Regions from separate parts of the Mus musculus genome. Here region 1 is linked to region 2. Evidence: chromatin contacts called from public Hi-C data. All regions are on one chromosome and are shown on one strand. Each heading gives the region's core, a stretch centred on a gene start, on an enhancer-like site or on the middle of the called end of the contact. The rest is flanking DNA. Distances are from core to core; before and after follow the strand shown. Region 1 holds the start of Sox5os4 (a long non-coding RNA gene). Region 2 has its middle 27 kb from the start of Sox5os3.

What was found. A called contact is a pair of places that touch in the nucleus more often than the background predicts.
Region 1: a Hi-C map of liver shows a contact between it and region 2, with 3 times the contacts expected there. The contact joins the promoter of Sox5os4 here to the enhancer-like site in region 2. A contact is called at or near these places in 14 of 484 Hi-C or Micro-C datasets (B cells, CD4 T cells, the HL-1 cell line and 5 more) and 2 of 115 datasets of contacts at active chromatin or transcription factors (double positive thymocytes and liver).

Annotation. Positions count from the first base shown.
Region 1 is chr6:144,755,176-144,762,519 of GRCm38.p6, forward strand. It overlaps Sox5os4 (a long non-coding RNA gene), which reads left to right and starts at 4,126. Exons shown (of 2, transcript XR_378133.3): 1 at 4,126-4,386; 2 at 4,494-4,896. It also overlaps a transcript of Sox5 not described here.
Region 2 is chr6:144,642,403-144,649,274 of GRCm38.p6, forward strand. It overlaps a transcript of Sox5 not described here. Among named protein-coding and RNA genes, the nearest start is that of Sox5os3, 27 kb to the right of the region's middle. Within about 2 kb of position 1,434, at least 15 of the 459 cell types and tissues checked have an H3K27ac peak or open chromatin away from gene starts, as enhancers often do. A contact at or near this core is called in liver, where this site is marked.

The DNA.
Region 1 (7,344 bases), core at 2,876-5,375, 120 kb after region 2:
AATTACATACCGTGTTAAACAAGGAGTCGTTATTGTCTCCGATAGATGAGTGTGCTGTGGTGAGAGACGGTGCACAGGGTGATTGCGTTCATCAGATGCAAACACTTGGTGTCCTTAAAAATCTACCAGTTTTCAGAGAGTGTGCAGGCATCTCTGTGTGTGCATGTGTGTGTCCCACATGTGTGTGTGTCCCTGTGTTCCAGGTCCATGAATATACGGATATGTGCACTCATCACCTACACAGAGGCCAGAGCAGGCCATGATCTCTTCCTCTGTTGCTCTCCACTCAGCCCTTTACAGCGGGGCCTCTCACCTTTACAGCGGTAGAACCTAAAGTCCACCTTTTCAGACTCCCTGGCTGCAGAGCTCTCAAAGTCTACCTGGCTCTGCCTCCAGTCCCGGGACCTCCAGTCTATGCAGCCATGCTTGCCTTTTAAGGTTCTGAGACTTCAGTCTCCAGGTTTCATGCCTGTCTAGCAAGCACTCTTAGCCACTGAGCTATCTCCCTGCCCTACCAGCTGTGTCCTTACAAAATGGATATTTCATCCCCCGTGCTATGGCCTAATGCAGGAAGACATAGGCAACACGAGCTCAGAAAAGAGCCAGCAACAAAGGTGCAGTTTAATGCTCTCTCTCCCTGTTGCTGTGTGGAACTCAGTCTAATTCTCAGGCTTGGAAAAATAACAACTACTCAGCATAGCTGGTCTAGGCAAGGCATCTTTTGTTTTCTACATATGTACAAAAAAAAAAAGCAACATTGTTGTTCAAAATGTGGAGATGGCCAAGCTCTCCATAATTGCTCATTACTTAGATCCACGCAAAGTGCTACATAACTGCTCATTAACTTATCCATTTTGTTTTCACTCAGGGCATAAATCAGTCAAGAGATAAATATTGAATGTCCCCAGGTTTCTTAAATTGTGAACATATTTGGAACCCATTCCTCTACCATCCGTGCATGTGAAATGCTCTGGTTTCTTTGGGGCGCTTAAGGAAACAGCCATTAGTACTTTTGAAAACTAGGTCAATTATTTATGTAGGAAGAGGTCACCTGAAATGAAAACTGTAAGTGCTGTGGCCTTCAAACGACATGAAAATTAGTATAAATCGTGTCAGACGCTAATGAAATACTCACAGGTCAGACGGTAAATGGCTGCATTTAAATAAAACAAAATCATTCAGTAGTGTTTCCAGGTAAGGGCATTAATTTGAAGGATCTGCCAACATACGATTAGCGTGGTAGTTTCGTAATCCTTTAATTGTCTTAATAATGAAATATGCTGCTAATTATGTAGGGTATTTTGGCTTTACATTCCAAAAGAGATATTTGCACTTTTTGTATATGTTGTAAAAAACTAATATACCGTGTCAGTAAAGAGTAATTGAACCGGTTTTAGAGCACGTGTACTCAGTAATCTAAATGCAAAGGTACTTCCCATCTAGAGCAGTCTCCTTAGAGCACCACTCAAAGCTGAGCTGTGACTCATAGTGCTGTTAGCCTGTCCTGAGACGGCTTTCCAAGTTTGTACACATGTGGCCATGTACTTGTACACGCATGTGCACACGCGTGCGCGCGCACACACACACACGCACAGGCACACACAAGCGTGCACACACACACACACACGCATGCACACACACACACGCACAAACACACACACATGCACACACACACACAGAGACTGGGGTGGGGGGATGATTAGTCTTGGTTTAACATGTGATTTGAAACAAAATAAAAATTCTAAAGCTAGGTTTACAACTGATTCCAAAGACAACCCAAGAGAGAGAGAGAGAGAGAGAGAGAGAGAGAGAGAGAGAGAGGTTTTCCAGAATATTTGGAACAGGGTATTATTGTTGGAACAAGGGCCTTACTACTCCAAGTGATAATCTTTTAAAAAAGCATGAAGACATAAATGATAGTGTATTACCTGAAAGAATTAAACTGTGTTTTTACTTAAGTCTGCTGAATCAAACAGAGCAGACACAAAGCTTCTAACCAGCTCTCTGTGCGTTGTAACACAATGAAATTAACCTCAGGTTGATTTGGAAACTACTGTATATCACATGAAATTGATTTAACATTTATAGTTTTCAAAAAAAGTATAATTTTTTAAAAAAGAAAATAAACCTTATCTTCACAGATATTTACACGCAACTTCAAACTGGAGGCTTCGTAGATATTGGTTTGTGTTTTGGGGTTTTATTTTTCCTCCTGTACGTAGTCAGAATCTGACAGGAGCTTATGGTCGGATTATGCACAGAAACTGCAAATTTAAACAAGGTGTGATCGGAGAGACTTCTCACGTGTTATTGTATCACACCGTAGCAGACCGCTAATGTATGCGCAGCTCCAAAATAGCCTGAGTTATTACCACACAGCATTGACAAGCCACCAAAGCTCCAACAGTGGGAGTACCTTTCAAGAGGCAGGGCCTCCACGGCTGTGCCGGATCAAAGGGTCGCTCTTCCCATTGACCTTTGACATGAGCACGTCACTGCCTCCTGATCTGGAGGTCTCACTTCGTGTCAGGCTCCTCATTCTGACGAAAGTTGTTTCACCACTGGAACCACGACAGTGGGGCTCCGAGGCTCCATAATATTTAATTGACTCAATTATGGAACAAGTTCTCTCTCTTCCTCACCATGCCCTACTTTCCTCTAAGTTGCACTTGAATTATTGATGAAATCGCAATAAAGCATCTCTTTGTTACACGTGGTTCACAAGTCAAGAAGCAGCTTCATGGTTAATTTTTAGGTTCGACGTGATAAACGCTTTTCTTGTCCTTACTCGGGAAAGTCGATTGCACGGTACAAACTTAAGAGGACGGTTCATTTTTCCTGTTGTTTTGAGAGCGTGGTTCCCATACAAGTCAAGCAAAAGAAAGAAACAGAAGGCCGGTTTGCCGCACTTGGGTCTTCCGGGTGACAGGGACCAGACTTTGAAACTGTTGATTCTTCCTTTGCTCCAAGATCTGCTAAACTCCAGAGAGGGGTGGAGGTGATGACTTCTCACTGACTACCACGTGACTGTGACTGAAAGGCCTCTGTCCCCTTCTACAGACAACAGCTTCAATGATCTCTCCTCCCTCCCTGCCCCCTCTCTGTGTCTGTCTCTCTCTCTCTCTCTCTCTCTCTCTCTCTCTGTGTGTGTGTATATGTGTGTATGTGTGTGTGTATGTGTGTGTGTATGTGTGTGTATGTGTGTGTGTATGTGTGTGTATGTGTGTGTATGTGTGTATGTGTGTATGTGTGTGTGTATGTGTGTGTGTATGTGTGTGTGTGTGCATGTGTGCGTATGTGTGTGTGTATGTGTGTGTGTGTATGTGTGTGTGTATGTGTGTGTGTGTATGTGTGTGTGTGTATGTGTGTGTACGTGTGTGTGTGTGTGTGTGTGTGTGTGTGTGTGTGTGTGTGAGATACGTCTATGTGTTTGTGCCGGGAGGGGTTTATATGTAGAATGTGTGAGGACAGTCTTTGGTATCCTTCCTCAGGACCTCAGGAGTCACCCATGTATTATTTGAGACAGAGTCTTACACATACACACACACAAAGAGAGAGAGAAGGAAAGAGAGACAGAGACAGAGAGAAACAGAGAAAGAGACAGAGAGAGAAAGAGAGAGAGAGAGAACTAGAACTGGAATTATAAGTGTGCCACCACACCCTGCTTTTATTAAAAAATAATATTTTGCATTTTACTCTCTGAAGTACTCATATTCTGACCCTTTCCATCCTCCACTGCTTCCACCCAGTTCATCCTAGTGTCCCCAACTCTGTCCCCCTCCCAACTTCAGCTGTAGTCACTAACAATCCTGAGTTTAATCAGTGCTGCTTAAACATACATGGCTGTATGTCCGTGCAGGACACACCCAGAGTTTCACATGCATGTTGGAAGTGGACCCCAGGCCCTCCAGGCTTACACAGCCAGCGTGTTACAGGCTGAGCGCTACCCCCAGACCCAGAGGATGTTTTAAAATCACAACCTTTTCTCTGTTACTTCCTTGTCCTTGCTTCTATTACTGGGAGAAACAAATAAAAACAAAACAAAACAAAACAAACAAACAAAAAAACCAACTCCACAAGGTCCTACATGAGACAGCCCCTGCCTACCAATCTCCTCCCACACAAACACTGCCTTTCTTTTCTGCAGTCACAGTGACCTGTTAGTTTCTACACAGCCCAAGCTTTTCAGGGCACTGTTTCCGGTGAGGAGACATGCTTGCCACAGCGAAAGCATGGGGGTCAGAGGGCAACTTCCAGGGCTCTGCTCTCTGATCTTGCAGCTCCACCCTCGGAGCCAACTCCGTGGCCGATATTCCAAGCTTCAACCTGCTTCAGAGCCGCCTGTCAGGGATTCTCTGCCCTCACCTTCCATGTGGTCTTACGTAGGTAGCTTGAATTTTCTACTCCTTACGACAGCCCCAAACTCTTTTTCTTGGGAAAAAGTTCTGGAATTTCCTAAGTATGTACAACTACCTTGTATCTCCTCCCAACAGGTTGTGTGCATCCCACATGTAGCTTTGAAGATGCATGCGGCCAGCCACAAACCCCCAAAGCCCTTGCTGCCCTCTGTCCTCCCTGGAAGGTGATCCACCACTTGGAACAACCCATGCCGGCCTCTTCCAGCTGCGGTTCTCACCACTGAGCTGTCGGTAACCCCCAAGTCCATTTAGAGCATTGATTGTGACTGATTCCATGCCTTAATTAAACATGGAAATGCGTCATGAACTATCAGATCAGAATGAACGTTTCCTGGGACCAAACTGATTTCTTTGGACAGGATAGAACATGTTTTTAAGAAACTTCAAAAACCTCAATGGCATCATATAACTTCAGAAATTTGGATGATGTTTCTTTAAAACTAGCAATTTGTGAATTTTAAATCTCTTATCAAATGCCTTTAAGCTTTTCTGCCATTTATAATAACTTGGGAACAAAAATGAACGTGTGTGTGTGTGTGTATACATCCTGGTCCAAGAGAGCCGTACCTGACACTGGGAAGCTTGATATCAATCCACTGATAAACAATGACAGATATCAGTTGAAGCGTCACATGCCCACACTCACATGCCACACACTTTGCACTTCTATGGTTTCTAAGCGACAAGTGTCTCCACCAGTTCATTATACCAGAAAGGAAAGCACTCTGTATGTGCCACCGTCAGGAGCTGTGAGAACTTCATTTTTCTCACTGGATTATAAGCTTCCTGATGGAGTACCCAAGCCTTCTTTTCTCACTGTTGTAACTTCATTACCAATTTTTTTTTAATGAAAGTTTTTTTTTCACCAATTTATAATGAGTGACTGTGAAGTGCTCCGCTCTTTTTTTAAAATATTTTTTATTATTATGTATTTTCCTCAATTACATTTCCAATGCTATCCCAAAAGTCCCCCATACATTCCCCCCCCCACTTCCCTACCCACCCATTCCCACTTCTTGGCCCTGGTGTTCCCCTGTACTGGGGCATATAAAGTTTGCATGTCCAATGGGCCTCTCTTTCCAGTGATGGCCGACTAGGCCATCTTTTGATACATATGCAGCTAGAGTCAAGAGCTCCGGGGTACTGGTTAGTTCATAATGTTGCACCTACAGGGTTGCAGATCTCTTTAGCTCCTTGGATACTTTCTCTAGCTCCTCCATTGGGGGCCCTGTGCTCCATCCAATAACTGACTGTGAGCATCTACTTATGTGTTTGCTAGGCCCCGGCCTAGTCTCACAAGAGACAGCTATATCAGGGTCCTTTCAGCAAAATCTTGCTAGTGTATGCAATGGTGTCAGCGTTTGGAGGCTAATTATGGGATGGATTTCTGGATATGGCAGTCTCTAGATGGTCCATCCTTTTGTCTCAGCTCCAAACTTTTCATTACCAAATTTATAATGACAGAAATGCTATATATATATATATATATGAAAGAATTGACTCCCAGTAAAACTGATTTGAATGAGTAACCAATAGTTGAGATGAATCGTAGGTTGGGCTGGCATGTAGCTCAGTGGGAGAGTTACGATGGTTCAAATACAACATTACTTATGTTAAATTGATTATCATTAATTCCAAATAGTTGCCCATATCCATCTTTTTTGTGAGACTGTATGGGTTCTTAAGCCAAAAAATGGAAAAAAATCATGTGTGTAATAGTTTTTAAAATCTTAATTATTATTTATTTAAAATAACATTGTGCAACATAACAAGGTTTCTGCCTTTTAACTTAGGGACTATATTTAATATTACACAGTTAGGTTTCCCTAGGGACCCAGCCATGATCGCCGTATCCTTATTAAGACATTAAGTATCCGCCACTTGCCATCTCATTCTCCCCTGTAATGAAAAGCAGTAACCGTGCTCTATTTATTCTCCTCCTTCCAAGAAATCCAAAGCAACCAATGTTTTCTGAAGAGGGACTGTTAAATGTAAAAATGGGAACATAACTTAAATGAATTTTTATTAAGAAAATAAAAGAGACGTTAATAAGAAAAACCAAGCTATCTAGAGTCCAGGCACAAGATGACTCTGTGATAATTCTTATAAACCACGCTGAGTTTTACCAGGAAAAAAAAAAAAGAAAAAAAAAAAAAGAAAGAAAGAAAGAAAGAAAGAAAAAGAAAAAAAAACCCAACAACTTACAAACACTTAAAATTCCAAAAAGACAGGAGGGACTTATTATATTTATGAAAGGTTTTTATCTTTTATCTTTTCAGGTCCTCTATCATGGAGATGGCACAAACAAAGATAGCTTTTAATTACTGCACTTAGCTGATTTACAAATTGATGAATCCGAGGGGGGGGGGGCGGGACAAGCAACACAAGAACATTCAAAAGCATTTAGGACACAAGGCAGGATGTGGGTCATACATTAGAGCCAGGAACGCGGAGGGATAATGGTGTCAGTGTGGCCCCAACCTTTCAGTCAATTACGAGGAATTGCTAAAGACAAGGAAACGTTAAGTCATTATGACCCTGGCCGGCACTCATACATATAAACAGATGTGCGCACATGCTCACACGCCCACGCACACACAGATACTCTTCCGTGGGTTTTCAAATACTTTAAAACATTGTAGCTATATTCCCAAAACTTATCTTATTCCTCTAATCTGCTTCTAAACACAGGCGCCCATAAAGCATCATTTAAATGGTTGCGTAGGTTAAACCCAATAGCATCAAGCTAGAGTACGATCCTCTAAGACACTGTCTCCCCATTTAGTATAGAAAGCATGCTCCAGAAATCCAGCCCCCTCCCATCCCATCTTCACCGTGGGACCAAAACGAAAAATGCCTCTCGTGAAGCGCTAGCATAAAATGCGCTAACTTCTGGGGCTGGGGAGATGGGCTGATGGTAAGGTGG
Region 2 (6,872 bases), core at 184-2,683:
AACAGTTCCTATAAAGAGCAACCTCTTGACCCTGCATCGTAAAGAAGTGTGCCTAACCAATATTGATAGATCATTCATGTACATAGATTTGAATTGTCTGCAGGATTTAAAAGGTCACTTGAACCCTCCTGGGGATGGTAGACATCTCCACTCTCTTTACGAGTCCCCTTCAAAGTGTGAGATTACATCTGTGGGGGTATAGAATAAATACATACACTATGGTTAAGGTTTTTGATGGCTGAGATGTAGGGTTTTTGTGAGGATTAATTGGGTGCAATCTTTCATCTGCGTCTATTCAGCGTGTGTACCGTATATGAGCTATGCATCCAAGGACAGCTGCCATCCTATTTACAGCCCCATCTAAAAACAGCAACATTAAATCCATCTTCCATCTCTCTGAGGTCTTTGCAAGCGCAGAATCAACTCAGATGTTCTGTTTTAGAGCAAAATACATGAGGTGTGAATGTGTGTAACAGTAAAAGACTAACAGGCAGGGATGCACGCTGGTGGAAGTGGCCACCGGGGCTTGATAAAACATCCCTGCCTTTCCTAGTTCAGGAAGAGGCGAGGAAAAGAAACTAGAGAAAAACATCAGGGGGCAAATTAAAAAGGTGGGTCGCAGTGCCCACCCACCCCCATGCAGAAGGCTCAGAACCCAAATATTGATTTTTCAGGCCTTTTGATGCTGGCTGTGGAGACTTGGGACTAGACTGAAAGACGAATGACTGAGGTATGAGCTAACAGACCTCCCAAACCCTGCTCTGCAGCCCAGACTTCTTCAGGGTGAGTTAAAAGTGATCTTTCAGGTTGAGAAAGAGGGGAAAGCTGTGTGTTGGTTATCTGTTGGAACACTGCACATGAAACCCTTTAACGCAAACTCATGTAAATTTGATGACTATTATCAGAAGAGGCAAAACTCTTGATTTTATAACCAAACTATGACTAATCCTTCTGACTGATCCGAACAATCCTAGAACATTCATTCCAGGCATCAATCTTCCACTCCATGTCTCTGAGATACACACTCCTGTTTCACCAAGCCTCAAGTCCACTTTTCAAAAGTCAGCGTGAAAATCAGACATAGCAAGAAAAGAGAAGGCTGCTTCGTTGCCAGGATGGATGATCAAATTTGCTCTTTAAAAAACAAATAAACAACGAGTTTGCTCATCAGGTATTAAGACTGTTATTAAGCAAGCCACCCTTCCAAACACATTGGGAAGCCCGTGGGAAAGTGCCACTTTGAATTGTAGCCACGGCACAGGACATTGGAAGGCTACCAAGGTTTAAACATAAATGCTATGAATTCCTAGCTGTGTGGCCTCAAGGAAAATGCGACCATTCTGTGCTTTATCCACATAGTGACAAGGAACAGCAAGACAGTGTGTGTCAAGTTACTAGGACATGGTATGCCATGTGACAGACAAATATTGCCGGCCTGGCTCTCAGTGAGTTAATGATTAAAAGTCAGCTTCTTTTTCCCCCCTCAGGTGGAAATGAGATGGCAGAGTTCTGTAAAAGCTTCTGCAATGGAAATAACAAAGAATGGTTTATTTACTCTACGCTAGAACCTGAGCAAGTTACTTTACCTAAGTGAAAATACGCATGCATGTGATGCTCATGTATGTGTATATATGTAAGTACGTACGTGCATGCACACACATAACCATGCATTTGCTATTATACGTGAGTACATCGCCCTCCAACTGAAAACTGGAGTCTGGTCACACGGTCTGTCTTCTGGATTGTGCAGGGTCCGAAAGAGATAAGCCCGCCGGTATGACTCTGCCAGCACATCCCTCTATATTATTGTATTTATAACAAAGTAAACAAAGTGAGACATGCATCAGGATAACATCTAATCACACAGATCATACGCGTGCCACAGTTTGTCAGAAGATGGCTTAATGAAGGGGTAGAAACGCAGACAAGACTGATGCTTGCTACTGGAATGTTCATCTATTCCATGAGTAACATTGCTGAGATTGAAATTACTGCTTGTCATATTTTCATATGTGAAATTTGAATTGAGAAAAAAAAATCAATGACAGACCCAGAGGTGAGCGTACTACTGTCATTTTGCTAAGTGGACATGGTATCAAACTGCTCTCTACATTCATATCCCTATACTATACAGGGTAGCTCTCTGGCCCCATCAGGGAAACCTGTTTGTGTAGCAGATGGTGGTGATTACTGCAGAGACTCACAATTCACGGAAGTATAGAGAATGACTGAGTATGTGGTGTGTGTGTGTGTGTGTGTGTGTGTGTGTGTGTGTGTGTGTGATGTGCTGTGGGTGGGTGGGGGTGCTTAGCCAGCACAGGGCCTCCACCAAGGCTCAGGGACCATCTGAGGAGACAGAAAGACTGAAATAGCTGGAGGTCAGGGAGGACCAGAGCAAAACATCGTCCTCTGGATGTGAGCAGGCAGCTGTACTCAGGGTCTCACAGCAGCTGTGGCTGTTGCACAAGAAGAGCAAGCCAGTAGATGCTAGCTGCAGTTCCATGCTAGAACTGCAGGGGGCCCTTGGATCCCTACTCCTAACTGAAGATCTGCGGACATTGCTGGCTGCTGGGACGGGAGAGCTGTTTTCTTTAAGGGTGTGGGTCCTGTTAGGCCTACCATGTTCCATTGACTGGCCCCACGTCCAGAAGTATATTGGCAGTGTAAGTTGGAGTGGATGGCTATTAAATTAAAAACAAAAAGGAAGGGGAAGGACATGGGGTGGTTCTTTGAGGGGTTAATTTGAGGGTTAATATGATTAAAATGTATAAAATTCTCTAACAAATACAAATATTTATTTTAAAAAAATCAGTGTGATTTCCCCCATTATCTGAACCCATTGGCAGATCTGTTAGTGTGTGTGTTACTCTGAAATTTGCATTATCATCAACCATTGAATTACTGAAGGGCATCTTCAAGGCTCAGTGTAGTATACACCAATAATCTGTTGAAACAAATGCCCAAAGTTGGAGAACTGACAATGTAGAAAGTGCACGTCTCTGAAAGAAATAGGATTCACAGTCTTTGTCGTCAGATGCCCAAAAGTCAAGTCTTTCTCATTATTAACCCTGAGCATTTGCTGACTGGTGGAGCTTCCAAAGAGTCTCTCTTCAAATGGTTATAAGGCACTTGAGTACTTATAAAACATGGCCCATCCACACCTTTATTATTGCTGAGACAATCGTGCATTTTCAAAACTAGCATAAAGATGTAACCACTGCCACATTATACTTAAGGAGATTCCAAATCCGTCTGTTTTTCTGGATGAGTATGCTTATTAAAGTTAAGCACATGGATAAAATTAAAATAAATATCAACTATATGAAATTAGAGTAAGATTAAAAACTATGGGAGACACTGCCCAGTTACCTTTTTGTGCTGAGGACAGGGCTATGTCATGTTGCCACCAACAAGTTGTAGGAGTTACAAAGTCCTTTTCCAGTATTTCAGTTTGCATTACTGAGAAATAACCAAGGAAGTCTTTGTGTGACTGCAGAGGGATCCGTCTTGCATGTAACTTATTTCCAGTGACAATCACAAAGTGAAACTGGATAAACATCGCCAGTGGCTGCCTTGCCTATGCCAAGACATCGAGCAGGATGGTGAAGCCTTGCTTCCGGTCAGCCTGCCAAAGTTCTGAGCTCAAGACCTCACCATGAAAAGTTGAAAATAGCCAACTGAATACATCAGAAGGTCCTTTATGTATGAGAGTGCCATAAAACTGTTATCATTTTATATTGGAATTAAATCAAAATTTGACTCTGTGATAGAAGAGAATGTCACAGTATACCCTGTGGTGTATAACTGGTGCTGTGTTTTGCGTGTGATGGAAGACTTTGGCCTCCACGTGGACGTGTTGGTTTGGGGAGTTGAAGCTGCTCGTGGAGCTGTGACTGAGTTATGAGTTTGCATGATTTCAACCTTCCCTCTTCTCTCTCTCCTGCCATCCCATTCTCCCCTCCTCCTTCCCTCCCCCCTGTCCCCTCCTCCTTCCCTCTTCTGCTCTCCCCTCCTCCTTCCCTTCCCCTCTCTCTTTCCTGTCCTTCCCTTATCCCTTCCTCTGGTTTTCTCTTTCTTTCTTCTTTTTCATGAGTCAGAATCTCTCGATTTTAGCTTCAAGCTGTCCTTCACCTCAGAGCTCCTGCCTCTCCCTCCCAAGTGCCAAGTTTACTAACTGGCTTGTATTTTTTTAATTCTTCTATAATGATTCAGATGGTGAGTGTTTAGAAATCCTTCTTGAAGATTACGCATGTGCTTCAAAATGGAAGAGTAAGTGAGAAACGCAGATCTCTGAGAACAGAACACTAAGCCACAAAACACAGAAGCAAACTGTTCTGGTATCAGTTTAAGGCACACCCAGCAGATAGCAGGGGTTGAGAACTGACCAGATGGTTCTCAGATGGTAAAAAATGAGCAATCACAAAGTTGGCAACTACCTGCCCACTCCTCAATCAATGTATCCTAGCCATATACACTACCCTCCTACTCCTTAATCAGTGTATCCTAGCTGTATACACTACCCTCCTACTCCTTAGTCAGTGTATCCTATTTGTATACAGTACCCTCCAACTCCTCAATCAGTGTATCCTAGCTGTATACATTACCTGCCCACTCCACAATCAGTGTATCCTAGCTGTATACATTACCTGCCCACTCTCTCTGCCAGTGTATCCTAGCTGTATACACTACCCTCCCAGTCCTCAATCAGTGTATCCTAGCTGTATACACTAGGATACCCGCCCACTCCTCACTTACCTGCTGTCAGGTAACTAAGGAGACTGCCATAGAAGCATAAGACTTGTTTTTAAGTAATTGATTTTGCTTAATAATGACTGCAGCATGCATGAAATATGATATTGATAACTTCGGCATTCTAAAGAGAAACCTTAAAGTGCATCTTCATGAAAGGATAAAATTCTTCCCATTTAATAAGGAAGGTTATAAAAATATTAGTGGAGGTTGCTAAACCTACAGCAAGTTATTGCTGCTAACTGTTTATTGTGTTTAACTTACAAATTAAATTCTATTACAGGTACTTCTGGATAGCCAAGGGAAACTGTGCCCACAGAGCTCAGAAAGAGCTACAGGTCCATGTGTCCACCTGGGTCCCAAGACATTCCCTGAGGATAAATTCTTACATATTTCTATGTAAGAAGAAATAGCTGAATATCCTAGTTGTATGCAAACCCTTGACTTGGACTAATCACATAATCGGAATGTATAAGGAATCCTTTAAAAAATAGTTGCCTGAAAACACAAGTTGGGTAACTCCTGTGTTTGTGTGTAGGTGGGTACATGTATGTGTTTGTATGTAGGTGGGGACATGTATGTGTTTGTGTGTAGGTGGAGACATGTATGTGTTTGTGTGTAGGTGGGGACATGTATGTGTTTGTGTGTAGGTGGGGACATGTATATGTTTTAGGAAATGGGACACCAGCTTTGGTGCCACTCCTCAGGGCCACCCCTCACTTATTTTTGGAGACAGGGTCTCTTACTGGGCCTTGGAGACTTGCTAATTTTGCTAGGCTATAAGCCCAGGATCCAGCCAGTCCCCCCCAACCCCCTATGCTCCACCCCCCACTCTCCCTCCACCTCCTCACCTTCCCCTCTCCAGATTTTTTTTTTTTTTTACTTAAAAGGAACAATGACTTCCTGAGAGAGTACTATATGCAAAGAGGTTTTAAAAATCTGGGGGTGTGGGGGAGATCATGTCTGCTGATCTTGAGCATAAAACAAACATTCCTCTCCGCCACCCTAAGCTGTATATGTGACAGTGGGCTGGCCTCCTCCTATCTTGTTTGGCATTTATGCAATCCTCCTGCATTCCACCAAATCTCCCTCCTCCCTAAGCACATGGAATTCCTGACTCCCCTTAAGTATGTACAAATTACAACCTAGACCTTTCAAATCAAGCTTTGCTTTTCGACCCAGGAGTAGCTAGGAGAACAAGTATTTTCACTAGTTAATAGAATCCAAGCTTGCCTTTAGCACCTTTTACCACCAAAGTGTTGGTTTCCCCTCCCCCTCCCCTGTCTAAAGCGACCATGGCATTCTAGGACGGCCTGCTAGAGGCACAAGTTCACAGTAAGTTCAGAAGAAAGGAATGTTCAAAGAAAACCAAACCCATGGCATTATGGGTAGTGATAGGGAATGTTGACAAAACAATGATAAACAATGGGGGAAAAAAAAGAAATAATTAAGTGCTCTGAAGCCCTGTATCAGCATCTTCTGTGAAGTTTTTTAGGAAATTGTTTTATTGTGTGTGGTTTCATGGAGAGATACCAACCCAGCCTGGCAAGGAGCGCTCTGCCGGCGTAATAATTGTAAACTTTTTTTTTGTTGTTCTTGTAATAAAAAAGAAAACGGGCAAATATGTCTGCCTGAGATAAGACTTTCTGAAGAAAATATAATACATGGAAATCCTTTCTTGAAGTGCTTTGTGGATTTAAAGAGGTAGGAAACTTAAGACACTGGAGTTACAATAAACACTGGCGTCTAAACAAGGTGTGAAAAGTCGGACCATGCTCGTGCCTCTGCGGCTAGAGCAGGGGAGTGCCAGGAAAGAAAGGAAGCAGACACTACAGCCTATGAAGGCACCCCAGCAAAATCTCTGAGCTGCTGAGATGCACACAAGAGATGGCTTAATCCCCAGCTCCATACATAATGCAGTTCTGACTCTCAAACAGGCATGGCTCTGGCCACCCGCTGGGTCAGTTTCCGGGAGAGCACGCATCCATTTGAGCTTGGGCATTCCAATAGATACTAGCTAGATGCTTTGGAGTGGATGGGGTATGAAGAGCTCTGTTAACTTGTCATGATGGCATATGCCTTTCTCTAAGCGCTCTGCGCTCAGGCAGCAATGGAGGTAGGCA